Linked DNA regions of Mus musculus: region 1 is linked to region 2. The links are chromatin contacts, called in public HiChIP or PLAC-seq maps. All regions are on one chromosome and are shown on one strand. The core of a region is the stretch at or near the end of the contact, and the rest is flanking DNA. Distances in the headings are between cores, read along the strand shown.

Region 1 (6,301 bases), core at 703-3,202, 430 kb after region 2:
CCCGCACTTGACTCTCTCTCTCCGGATGTTTTCCGGCACCCTAGACCAGACACTCATCGGATTCAGAGATGCGGCTTGCTTTCTAGCAGAGCGAATGTTGCTTAGGTGTGCTCTGTGTGCAGCCTTTCTCTCTGTTCCTCCATCAAGGCCTCCTTCCTCCCACTGCATCTCCCACCTCCACCCACTCGGTTATTAGCATCCTTCGAGGGACCACTCTCTGCTTGGACCTCCCCTCCAGCAAATCACTGATGCCTCTTGCTCCCTGTCCCCTCATTAAAGAATGGCTTCCAGATCTGGATCTCCACCTTTTACCCTTCCCTGGAGCCCTGGATTGGGCTGTCTGTGGACATTCCATCGAGATGAGTCATGTGCACCTCAAACTCATCAGGTCCCAAGCTACTCATCCGTCCCTGGCAACAGACACCCATCTCCGTGCCCTTCTTATGAAAAACAGCAGCAGCAGCAGCAGCAGCCACCACAGTGTCCGGAACTCAAACACCTTATGTATCCCTGATTCTTCTTTGTCCCTAGGCACATGGTGTACCAGTGGCTTTTCCCACTGCAGGGACAAGGCTTGACAAGAAGCAGTTCAGGAGAGGAGGTTTGTCTTTTGTCTCAGCTCACAGTTCAGAGCACAGTCCTTGTGGCTGGGAAGGCAGGCAGCAGGAGGCCGAGTGCTCACATCTCTCTGGGTTGCCAGGCAGAGTGTGGGATGTTCATGTTCACCTTATCCACCCCCCCCCTTTTATTCAACCCATGACCCTATCCCATGGCATGACGCCACCTTCATTCAAGACGGGTCTTTACCTTTGGACCACTGTTTTTCCCAAAACACCATTCAGTGATGAGCTTCGCCGATGCCCCTGGGCATTTGCCAGCCCAACCCAGTGGGCAATCAAGGTGAACCAGCACCTGTAGCTCCTATGTTCCCTTGAGACTATTGTCTTCTTCTAGACATACGTCCATCCCTTCTCCACTTCCACCACAGTCGCTCAAGCTCCAATGTGGTCCCCTCCTGCTCACTCGACCCTCCTGCTGCCTGCTCAGGACATCAACTGGGCCATTCCCTTGCTTCCTCAACACTGGCAGATTCTTAGCTTGGAGCCCTGATGATACACTGCTGTTTTCTGCTCTACTCTCCACCCAGCGCGCTTTGCTGAACTGGATGCCTGGGTCCTCTTAAACCATCCTCCTTTGGCCTGGCCAAATCCTGTTCTGCCTTCAGATCTAAAAGCGGCCGCTGCCATACTGTGCCATACTGTGCCTAGGTCAGGTGCCTACTCCAGACTCCTAATGCCCCAGCTGCCTCTCTACATCTTTGCTAGGCCCATGTTCTCCCAAGCACTGAGAGCTCACCCCTGGGACTAGTAGAAGCAGGTAAGGGGAGGGTGGTTAATAGATGCTAGGGCGAGTTCTCACCTCCCTACCATGTGACCGTTGGCATATTTCAAGCTCATCCAAGGCATGGTTCCTAGCCGATCTATCTCTTGGCAGCATCTACCTCACATTCACAGATCTTTATTGAAGCCAGGTGAGGGATTCCTGAATGCCAAGGTGTGAGCCCCACCCTTCCCACTTTTCTACGGTCTGTCAACAGGAAGACTTACTCCTCCTCTACAGTGTATCAGCAGGGCTGATGCATCTGGACTGCAGAGGCCAGTCTGTCCGTGCCTAAGTGTGAGGGAGTCAGCACAGACCCTCTGGCTTCCTGCAGTCTGCTAGAGAGCTATCTTCGGGCTCTAAGCATGAACACCTTAAGAAACTGAAACTTGAGGACTAGTTCCTTTGGACCCGCACTTTGTGCGAAGTGGGAGGGGGTGTGTGAGCTGGGCGGTGCAGGAGGGCGCGGGTGCTTAGTAGTGGCGTGGTCTGGGAGGCGCCGGCTGCCCTTCCCCTCCCTCTGCCGCTCCCTCCCTCGGGCTACTAAACCCAGCGCGCGCTGCCCCGCTGCTCTCACTTCACCAGCACCGCCCGCGCCTGCTTTCATCGTGGGTCCGCGCGTGCTCCAGCTCCATGGCGCTCCTCATGCGACTGCTGACCCTCGCTCTGGCACTGTCTGTGGGCCCCGCTGGGACCCTTGCAGGTCCCGCCAAGTCACCCTACCAGCTGGTGCTGCAGCATAGCCGGCTCCGGGGTCGCCAGCACGGGTAAGTCCCAGCCGCTCTGTGATGGGAGGCGTGAGCATAGGACAGGTCACTGAACTGCCAGTGTGCTCAGCTGGGGACATCATACCTGGCCAGGGGTGCGCGCGCGGGGGAGTGGAGGTGGGGGACGACAAAGCCCGAAGGAATATTAGCCATTGCATAGAAAGACCAAACCTGCGTGGAGGTTGATGAGATAAGGGGACACAGTGGAACAGTTTGTGAAGAAAGGGTTGGGGGCACTGGCCAGTGACCACAGAGTCAGACAAAAGTGCATGAAACAGTCTAGGGGACTATCAGTCTCCTTTCTTGACTCTAGGTAGAAGGGGGCGTTGGCAGCTCTCAACGCAGAATCACCATCACCCTGAGACAGTACCTACCTACCATAGAGGGGAAAACCAGGCAGGTCACTGTCCATTGATTCCAGGAGTGTTACTGGTCATACCTGGTGGCAGGACCCTAGCTAGGTGCCCACTACTCCTATGCATTTGGTATTGCTCTGCACCCAAACACTCAACACCAACAGTGCTTGCTGGCCAAAGATGTAGAGCAGGAGGCTTCACCACCCTTTATACATGCTAGACAGATTGGGAAACCGAGTCCTGAGAAGGAACCATTTTGCCCTGCAGTATGTCCTGGAGTCAGGACTGGCATCTGTCTTAAAGCGACAGGCAGCTTTGTAAACGTGGGACATTGGTGCTTCAGGTATTTCTCTGAGATGTTGCAGATGTGTAAGTTTTCGGAGACGCACTCTGGCCAAGGCTTTGCCCTGATGAAGAGCCTGGCATGGTATTTCTACACACAACCAGGTCATGCCTGCTCCAAACAGAGCCCAGCTTTGTTGCATGTCCAGACTACCTGGGTGTATGAACATCATTTATACTAGAGGAAAACTCTATGGGAAAAGTAGAGTACTGACTTCCGGGGAGGCCTGGTGCCCATGATCAGGCATTCGCACCCCAGGCTATTCCCAACTCTCCAACAGACTACACAGATCTATATTCAGATCTAAAGGAAAAACAAACCATGTGGCCAGTGGCGGTTGTCTTTTTAGACCCAGACACAGCTTCAGCCTCCAGCAACTGGGTAGACTCTGGACTCGAGTAAAGGATGCGAATTTTAGGGAGAAGTTACCTTTCTTCTGCATGTGGCTTTCCAGTCTCTTGTAGCCCCCCCAGATGTTCAGTGCTTGGGGCAAAACAAGTTGCTGGGTGCGGGACTGGCCACAGGCAGAACAGAACCAAGCCAGGCTTCACGGCCTCCTGAAAGGAGACAGGCAGTGGAAAAGGTCCTTGGGTCATATTTTAACTTAGGCTGTGGGTATGAAGGATTGAGAGGGCAGATAGGAAAAATGCAGATTTGAAGCCTCAGAGCCAAACATGGAAAGCCAGAGCATCTCTCATCCCTGCCCGGTTCACCTTTGGGTCCCACTGCCTTTCTTGAATGTTGCATTCAGTTCTGTTCCCTCCTTCCTCCTAACCACTAAGATCACCACAGGTCACCCTGCAGTGTCGTAACCCAGAGCTGCAATGTCAACAGCCACAGTGAAAGGTCTCTAGAGATATCGTGTAAGATCTATCTCTGAGGCCAGCCTCCTTCCCTTCAGAGCCCAGGACACTGTCAGGAAAACCAGTGCTTTAAGAAACTTCAGATGTGGACCAGTGAGGTGGCTCAGCTAAGGTCCGGGCTGCCAAGCCTGATGACCCACATGGAATAAGTGAACCAGCCTTCCAAATGTTGTGGGAAGCTCACTGTGGCATGTGCTTCCAACAAACACAAAATGAGCGAATGATTTCGATTCACTTCTCTGAGGTTCTTGCCCTGAGCTGGAAAACTTGTAGCAAGTAATCTACAATAGGCTGATGGATCAAGAGATGATGTGCTGAGCGGGAGGATGCATACCTTCCATCCCATCTACTCCTGAGGCTGGAAAAAGAGGCGGGCAATTCAAAAGGAGATCCCATCTCAAAATAAATATGAGAAAGACCACAGCAGCACCCTTCTCTAAGGGGAATCTGGATTCCCCAGAGGCACACAAGCAGTGGCAAATGGTTACAGGCATTGTTACATAGTTGCATTTACTCTGACCTAACTGTCCCTGAAAAACCACGGGACTGCCTGGCCTTGCACACATGGGTGTGGTACCTTGTGCAGATGGATAACCTTGTTCCAGCTCCAGCCCTTGATTCAAAGTGAGAGCTGGAGAAAAGGGAAGTTTGGGGAAGTGCAGGGTGTCCCGTGAGAGAGGGGAAGGACTCTGTACCTAGCCACTGGGCAGTAGTGCACAGTCATTCATGGCCCCGCTGCCTTTGCCTCCTCATGCCCCTGCCCCCAGCCACTGCAAAATTCCTATTTTACAGAAGGTGAAACTGATGCTTAGGAGGCAAACACAGAAAGCTGGTAGGAGCAGAGGGGTTGCTGGGTGGTCTGTTGGCTCCCAGCTGTGTCTGTGTAACAATGGGAGTGGGGAGCACCAACACAAAGCAAGTGAAAGCTGGCCACGCTTTTGAATGGCATTGAGAGAAACTGGATGGAACTTCCAGAAGTACTTGGTTTTCAGATGCAAGTGGACCAGCAGAGTTGTCTTGGGGCAGAAGCCCAGGAATGACCTGCTCATTTTGAGCACATTTCAGCACAGATTTCCTGTGGACTCAGCTTACCTCCACCCCCAGCTTCTGCTCCTGTCACAGGGGCAGGAGCAGTGGAAACTCTACACAGTCGAGGAATGCTGGAGCCAAATCCACAGAGACTCGCTGAAGAGCCGCCGGCCGCCCATGGAGAGCTGCAGGGAATTCAGCCACAGTAATTACTTCCTGCTCGCTCAGTTGGACAGGAGAACTTCTGGGATTGTACAGCAGTGAGGATGATTGGGGGCTGGAGCGTGGCCCGTGGGAGCTCTCTGGGGGTTATTCGAGGACCTTGAGTGAAACGTGTGGATCTCTGGCTGCAGAGCCTCTAAGTACCTGGAGAGACCCACCTAAGGTGGGCTGATCCAGCCTTTAACCAGTTGTCTTCTGTCAAGATGACTTTACTAATATCACGACTGCTCTGCTCACTCTTGTCTATTAAACAACAACAGAAAACAGACGTATGCTTCGTATAGAAAGGAAGTGGGGGAGAGATAGAGGGTCAGAAGGAACAACCACCCAATCAAGCATCCAGCTATGGACACTGCCCAAACGATGAGGGGGTAGCCACAGATCCCCTGCCCCAGACCCCATGCTCCTCATAGAATTCTATGGACCACAGTTAGTTTAGTTTGTTAACTAGCTAGTCCAGAGAGACTTCAACTCGCTGTGTAGCCCAGGTAAGCCTTGAACTCAGAGCCGTCCTCCTGCCTCTCTGCATTGCATCTTTAAAGTGTTGGAAATTGCTATTGAAGAAATCGTGCCCACCTCTGAATGGGCCTGAAGCTGCGTGAACACGGACATCTCATGAAAACTGAATCTGTTGTCTTTACTTTTCTGACTTACGAAGCCTGCCCTGCTGTCTGCTCAGGAAGAGCCTCCCTCCCCTTTGTCATCACCCAGCATGGCAGCTCCCTTTGCCCAGGAGCTCCAAAGAAGTACCCACCTTCACCTGGCCTGAGCACCACACTGGTTGCTCAGTAGAAGAAAATGCAAACAGTGCTCTCCAACTCCAGAAAAGCCTCCTCAGCAGAAACCCAGGGTGTTTGCTTCTGCTTTTCCGGACTTATTGGAGATATTTTTAAACTAAATTGTTATCAACCGTTTCTAATGAGCCTATTTCTGCCCGACTCTATCTGGACCGGGAACTCTTATCTTTATGATTCCTGAGGGTAGCTGGAGAGAGGGACATCCATTACAGATTAGTCATAGAAACTTTTGGGTGCCCAGCACAAAGTAAGGCCTGCACCCCAGCTTAGAATAAGGAAGGAAACGTCCTGGAGGAAGTGGGGGGCAGCTCTGAGCAATGAGCCATGGAGAGTTAAGTAGGAGGGCACTCCCTGTCAGTCCTGACAGCAGCTGGCCATGCACCCTAGTTTGCAGGGTGGATCCTCCCAGTGTGTTGTCCCAGGAGCCAAGCAGCTGGTCTAGACACGCAGAGCATGTCTGTGGAGCTGGCTGCGAAGTGCTGGCAGCCCTCCCCTCCTGACAACAGGACCTCTGGCACACACTGAGATGCCAAGTCTGCTCAGA
Region 2 (6,934 bases), core at 3,632-6,131:
TTAATTCCTTCTGGCACTAGGTGTTTTCCAGGTCCCACTTCCTAAGATACTCTCTGCTGTTCCTGCAGGTTGGAATACTCATCGTCCTGGCTTTCCAGAGGGAGACATCTAGGTCACGGTGGGCTAACTCACTTGCCTGAGGTCACCCAACTCACAGATGAGATGGCCCCGGCTACTGACCTTCTGAATTTTACTGTCCTTACCTGTGGACTATGCTTGAGACCAGTGTCTATCTAGGGGACTGCAAGGAGTGACTAGGCAGTGACAGCTGGCTCCAGCACTCGATGGCCTATTACACTGTGACTCGACCAGGAGAGGGATGAACATATAGAAGTGTTAACATCAGACCCACTCGATGATAGGGCTTAACTCCAAGTGAACAGAGGAGAGGGAAGATAGCAACAGCCATGATAAATAATTAAGCTGTCTGTCCCCGAACGCTTCTCCCTCCTGAGGCAGGCAAGCTGATGGCACGCAGATTCTCCCGGCTTTGTTTATTCCTGGATCCTGAGACTTTGGACATATTGGGTGTGAGGTGGGCACTTGGTGCAAGTTCATTGACAAATGAGGGAGAAAGTACTTTGGGAGTCTTGGGGGGAGGGGGACACGCCACTCACAGTATAGCCAGCACTGTCGCAGGTAGGTAGACACACGTCTTGTGTCTGTGAGCTGAGTGCACACAGTCTGTATTCTGTAGGAGGAGGGGCTTCCCAAGCCCGCATGTATCTTGTCTAGTGTTAGTTTCCTTATGGGGAAGACATGCTCAGCTGGGGAACAGTAATGATCATATGACCTAGGATTTGGGCACAAAGGGGTACGGGGTGGTATATGGCAGTGGTGTTCCAGGTGTTGAGGATATGGATCAGTCTGCTGGCAGCACTGTCCCCTGAGTGTTTGGGGTACTCTAGTGTAGGATCTGGTGGTATGGTGTTTAGCAGAGTCTGTGGGACTCTCCTTCTCTCACATGAGTAAACACCCCCCCCCCCTGCTAGCCTTCTGCTCCCTTCTGAGAAAATTCTCCCATCCTTGCCTACTTAGCTCCTTAACAATCCACCATCACCCCCATTGTCCGTTCAGGAAGGATAGGTACCCCCCTCGTCCCCTGCTCCCCCTTCTTGCTGGCATATGATTTACTCTGAGTGAGGTAACTGCTAGGTTGACTTCTTATACAACCTTGCATCCCAACCATAGAATTAGTTCTGAAAGAGCCCACTTCTCTAGAAAACCATAGACCTTTGACCTCTGGCCAACCAAGGCTCTGGTCCAGAAGGGATAGAGGATGGGAGGAGAGGAGAGGGAACAAGAAGAGGGCAGAGAGGAGGAAGAGAGAGGAGGAGGAGGAAAAGAAATGTCCAAACAGTCCTAGCTTCTAGCCCCCCTTACCCCCACCAAAAGCCCCGAGTTCTACTTGCAACCTTCCCAGAAACGTACGCCTACCTACCTTCCCAATTTCCTCTCACACCTCATCCAGGTTTCCCGCCCCCAAAGCCACATGACAACATGGTATACATGTGGCCCATCTGGGCCTCAGGGGATCCTACTGGGCATGCCAGCATAATGAAATACTTTTAGTTTATTAAACACAGGCTTTCCTAAGCCCTGAGCGCCTGTGGGTATTTGAAAACTGAAGGGAACCCGGAGCTACCTCAAACGTAATTTCTCCCTGTGTCCTTGCATTCCTGTTTCAACCCCATGTTCCTGCCCTTCGGCAGAAGAACATAAAGTAACTCCTCGCCAGACAATGGAGGAAATGGGGGGGGGCACAGAATGCTGGGAGAGGCTTCCAGAACCCCTGGGGGCCTCTAAACGTATATGAAGTTCCCATTACACAGAGCTACGGAGGGCATTTCTCCACCCCATGGGCTGCTCAAAGTTTACAGAATCAGTTCCCTGTGAACATGGCGGCCAGCAGGCTTTACATGTGAACTCTGTGTGTCAACCTCACAGGATATAGCTCTACCATCTCAAACCCTATTTTTGTCAGGTTTGCTCTCAAGCAGCAGGGCTAGTGGGGTGCATTGTCTGAGGGCCCCTTCTGCAACTTTGTTTCTATTGCTTCTTCCGGGCTTGGCAGGGAAGCAGCTGTCTGAGACTGGGAGGGGCTGTGGAGAGACCTCGAGAGTTCATGAGTTGCCTCCCCCAAAACAGGGGGAGTCTCTTTCTTAACAGAGTTTTCCCGGTTCATTCATCTGTCTCCTGAGCCTTGGGTCTGTAAATCAGGGGTGAAGGGCTGAGATGGAAGTAGCAGACAAAGGTCTCAAGGGAGGCTCCCCCCTCTTTGCGGACTAGCATCTGGATGCCAGAGAAGGAGATTCTGTTGATGGTGCCCAAGGGAACCTGCTCCAGGTACCTCAGTGGCAGCCCGTTGACCCACACACAGCTCTTGCGGGTCAGCACCTTGAGGCAGAAGGCCAGCAGACTGCTGCCTTTCTCCAGGTAGGGTTCCAGGGACAAATGGTAGCGAGACAACTGTGGCAGCTGCAGCTGGAGATGGGTGTTCTGTCCTCGCCCAACCAACAGCCGGCTGGCGTCATGTTGCAGCTGCTGTGGGACGTGGGCAAAGGCGACCGGGCCCTGTGTAGGGTGGTACAGGCTCACCTGCAGGACTGTGAGGGGCCTCTCCATAGATCCTGGGAAGAACATGACAAAGACACACTTCTGTAGTTTTCTGAGCCCAGGCAAGCTGCCTACTTAGAGATCTTGGGGCCACATCTTGCTGATGAGGACCATGTGTAAATAGATACAGTTATTCTCCCCAAGCTGGGATGGGGTGGAGGTTGACACTAAACTTGGAATTCCATCTCCCTATACTCCAACAGGACATAACTGCCCATCCTCTCCAAATTGTATTGTTTTATAACACAGGTGTGCCCTTCCTTCTCAGCAAGGAATAAAGCTTACCAGCTTACAGGGTGGCGCCTGATAGTCCACAGGCCATTTGGAGACAGTTTGTCCTTGCTTTATAGGAACAGATGAGCAGACAGGACAGGCTTTCTTGAATCTGGCAGGCATGCAACAAACAAACTCTTGCAGAGTCTTCTTCGAGCCAGGTGTCAATCCAGGTGCTGTGGAGATAGGCCTTTGCTCTTGGGAGCACCGCTCTTGAAGGGAAAGATATGGTGCCTCCAGCTAGGGGGTACATAGCAATGGAAAAGGACCCTGAGTACCCCATGGAAGTAAAAACATCGAGCACCTTCTTGGGGGTGCTTCCAGCGAGCCCAGCACTTGGTTCAGGGGCCCCAACACCAGGTTCAGGGCTTGCCTTTCCTGAACATCTGGGCCACGGTAGCTCCTGGTGGAGACAGTGGACAGAAGGAAAATCTGGCTCACTGAAGACCCTCAGGAGCACCAGTAAATCCACACAAGGTCCTACAGCTCCACCTCCAGGAACTTGTCCTTCAGTGTCCAAGGGGCATGTGGGAAGGCCCCATCCAGGGTCTGCTTGGTCCCTGCCTGGCTTTAAAGAGTAGACACGGTCATATCTACACGCCCCACACCACCTAGGATTTATTGCCACTTTTAGCAAGAACCAAGGGCCGAGTGAGGTTCCACAGTAATTATATTCTTTCTCTAGCACTTGGCTTTGGTCTGCAATATATATATATTTTCTGCTAAGAAGACATGTTCTATCTTAAACTCTGTGGGGAAAACATTGCTCATCTTTCAGGGCCTGGTTCAAATGCTTTCTTCCCTGAGGAAAGTGACCTTGTCTCTGTCCTGTGACATCAACCACAAGGACACCTGGCCAACCCCTAACTTTTCATGTTTGCATTCCCCCAACTCCCAGGCTCCCAGAGTTCCACAGGCTCTTGTCTTCCTCAAGCTCCACTTCTGTCTCCCAGGCATAGGGTATGACCCACCCTGTAGTCCCTATAGCACCAGACCACAGAAAATGTCTGGAGGCATACCTGCTAAAAAAAAAATAGGTAAGGATATACCCACATACAGAAGTCATCTCTCAGCCCAATGAAAATGGGAGCCTAGTTCTTGAAGGCTGTGGGATAGGGAGCCTGTGCTAGTTTGCCAGGCTTTTGCGCTGTTGTTTTTTGAAGGTAGTATATCAATGGGGATATAGTTGGTAGTGGGGCCTTGTCCCCCCATTCCCCCGAGGATACCCTTTCCCCAGCAGACAGATGGATACACCTCAGGCTACTGCCTTCTGACCCTGAAGACCATTTCTTCCTGAGGCAGGATTCAGGTTGAGCCCAGGATGGAGGGCTGGGCACCAGTGCCCTTGGACTTGGTGAGAGTACAGAGTTCATCCTTTACAAAGTCAGTGTCATGGCCCAATGATATTGAAAGTAAACGTGGCCCTGTGGGATCTCTCTCTGAGTGCCGAGCAGTCATGTCTGATGGAAGCAGCACTCCTGCAGAGGCAGACTTGTTTGTCTTGGATCCCAGTTGATTGGGGAGAACAGAAACCCAAACCTCTTAATAGTTACCATGGCTGCTGACAAATGGAAAGGTGCTGGCTCTGGCCAGGGTTCCTCTCCTAGCCTCACCAGCCTCCCTGGGGGTCCTGGTCCCCACGACCTTCACCTACCTTACCTCCGGGGTACACCTGGCACTAACTCTGCAGCTGTGTGATCAGGCAGGACCTGGGCTGGAGGAAGACCTGGGCAGGCAAGCGCGTCCGTGGTTCGGGCGTGCACTGTGTCAGAGAGCACGTCAGCTCTGCCGCTCTTCCTTTTTCCTCTAGGAATGAAATTGAAGTATTATTTTCTCTTGCAGAAGTGGAACCGCTTGCTTGAGTTGTGAAACGGGTGCCTCTCTAGGAGGGGCCTCCGGATGGTACGCTTTCCTGGGTCTCGGTGCTCCAGCCTCTATTATTTCAGCCTCAGAGACCACAGAGTATCAGCTTCTTCTGTCCTCTGAGGGCAGAGAGCTGCTGACAGGGAGTTCCTGGGTTATGAGGTTCCTTCCAACTGTCTGGGGTTGGTCAAGGAAGCCGTACGTAATGGAGGATCTCTAGGGAGTCTCAGAAGAGACTGAGACACAGGGGAAGGGAGCCTGTGGGCACTCATGGGAAGGAACAGGAGCATGTGGGTACTCATGGGAGGGGACAGGAGAGCATGAACACTCATGGGAAGGGACAGTAGTGCATGGGCACTCATGGGAATAGGCCTCATTTATTGCATGCAGAAGGCCACCTGCTGACTTTGTCCCATTTCTCTCCTTAAAATGACATTTAAGATACTGTACTTCTGAATTAACCTGCTTGGCATAAGACAGACCTTGGATGAGATCTCCGGAGTACAATTGCCTACCTTTTTTTTTTTTTTTTTAGTTTTTATTTATTTATTTATTTATTTATTTATTTATTTATTTATTATTGTATGTAAGAACACTGTAGCTGACTTCAGACACACCAGAAGAGGGTGTCAAATCTCATTATGGGTGGCTGTGAGCCACCATGTGGTTGCTGGGAATTGAACTCAGGACCTTCCGAAGAGCAGTTGGTGCTCTTAACCACTGAGTCATCTCTCCAGCCTCCTACCTTCTTTATTTTCTGATCCCATTGCCTTTTTTTCCCTCAGGATCCTGTCACTGAAGAGTGACTTGCTGGCCCAGCTCAATGAAACAATGATGACATCTTAAGATGGGCTTCATTGTATATATTCTATATGTATTTAAAATACATAAACACTTATGTATGTATTATTAAAGCCAATCTAGGTGGAATGGTTACATATAGTTACAGAGTTTCAAATTCCTTTCCATTGTCCAGGATGCAAGGACATAAACTGCTGCTAGACATAATAATGTAAGGACACGTGCTCTGATTTCATGTATAATCGCTAAAAGAATAATAATGTCTCTGTAATATCAAGCTAATAGATGGAGAATGGGACAAAAAGCAGTTTCAATGAAGGCTGTGTGTGCTTAGAAAGGCCAGCAGAATAAGGAGGACACATACGCAGGTGGAACAAGGATAGCCCAATCCTGGCCTACAGTTGGGTTGGGTAGAACGAGAGAGGGGACCATCATGCATTGCTTTCCCTGAGCAGAGACTCACTCATTCCAGAGGTTCTCCCGCTGTCTGCTTTCAGGAGGATTTGCTGATGTGCTGAGTCCTCCAGCACAGTGCCTTCGAGGCTCAGAGGCTGCTTGCTCTTCAGGGGAGCTCGGAGACCCAGCTATTCCCCAGTCTACCCTAGAGTCAGTGATTTCATCACTGACTCCAAAGCTCAGAGGTGACTTACCAGGGTCACATAATCAATCTCCGGCACAACCAGGTGAGGACCCCGGTGGACTGATCCCCAGTCCCCAAGGCCTGCCCATAGTGGAATTCCTTGTTTGCTGGGCCACAGAGTCCCTCTAGGCCATGCTTTGGGGATAGTCTTCTGGGTCTGGGATGAGGGGAGTTCTTACTCTGTCATCAATGATTCGGGCTAGGTGGGAATGAGCCAGGCTGCCTCTCAGAGCCACTGATGGCTGGGAACAGGGTGCTTTTAAGAGGCATTTAGCTCAATGGATGGATGGATGTGGCTTTAGAACCTCCACCTGCCCTTTCTGCACCCTTCCCCCACCACCTGTGCCCAGGTCCTCCTGGCATTGAAAGAGGAGGAGTAAAACAGGGTGACAATAGTAGCCCAAGAAGTGGCTCCAGCCCAAGGAGTAGCTCCAAGGATGTTGCAGGCTTACTGATGGCCTGGGAGGATGAAAAGCCATGTGTAGGTTGAACAGCTGGATAGGACCTCAGGCTCATTGCCAGTGCTGTATCCTACTCCATGAAAACAGCCACTGTTAGCATTTCTTCTAGGCTCTGCCTCACAGTTACCTGGCAACAGCCAGGTGTGCCTGACTCACTATAAAAGGGGCTGTTTGCCCCCTCCTCTCTTGCTCTCTTCCCTCTGTCCCCTCTCTCCCCATTTCCCTCCCCTCCCCTCTTCACATGTTCATGGCTGGTCTCTATTCCTCTTCTCTCTCTCTC

The links. HiChIP or PLAC-seq counts read pairs in DNA pulled down with a chosen protein or histone mark.
Region 1: an H3K27ac HiChIP or PLAC-seq map of microglia shows a contact between it and region 2, with 5 times the contacts expected there. The contact joins the promoter of Tgfbi here to the promoter of Tifab in region 2. A contact is called at or near these places in 2 of 39 promoter capture datasets (the C10 cell line and hippocampal neurons), 1 of 484 Hi-C or Micro-C datasets (embryonic stem cells), 1 of 115 datasets of contacts at active chromatin or transcription factors (microglia) and 1 of 9 other capture datasets (liver).

What each region holds. Positions count from the first base shown.
Region 1 is chr13:56,607,634-56,613,934 of GRCm38.p6, forward strand. Tgfbi (transforming growth factor, beta induced) reads left to right here and starts at 1,953. Exons shown (of 17, transcript NM_009369.5): 1 at 1,953-2,147. The coding sequence starts at 2,014.
Region 2 is chr13:56,174,004-56,180,937 of GRCm38.p6, forward strand. Tifab (TRAF-interacting protein with forkhead-associated domain, family member B) reads right to left here and starts at 4,882. Exons shown (of 3, transcript NM_001168615.1): 1 at 4,544-4,882; 2 at 2,902-3,129; 3 at 1-2,630. The coding sequence starts at 2,625. The coding sequence ends at 2,182. Gm31657 (a long non-coding RNA gene) reads left to right here. Exons shown (of 8, transcript XR_382472.1): 3 at 6,051-6,236.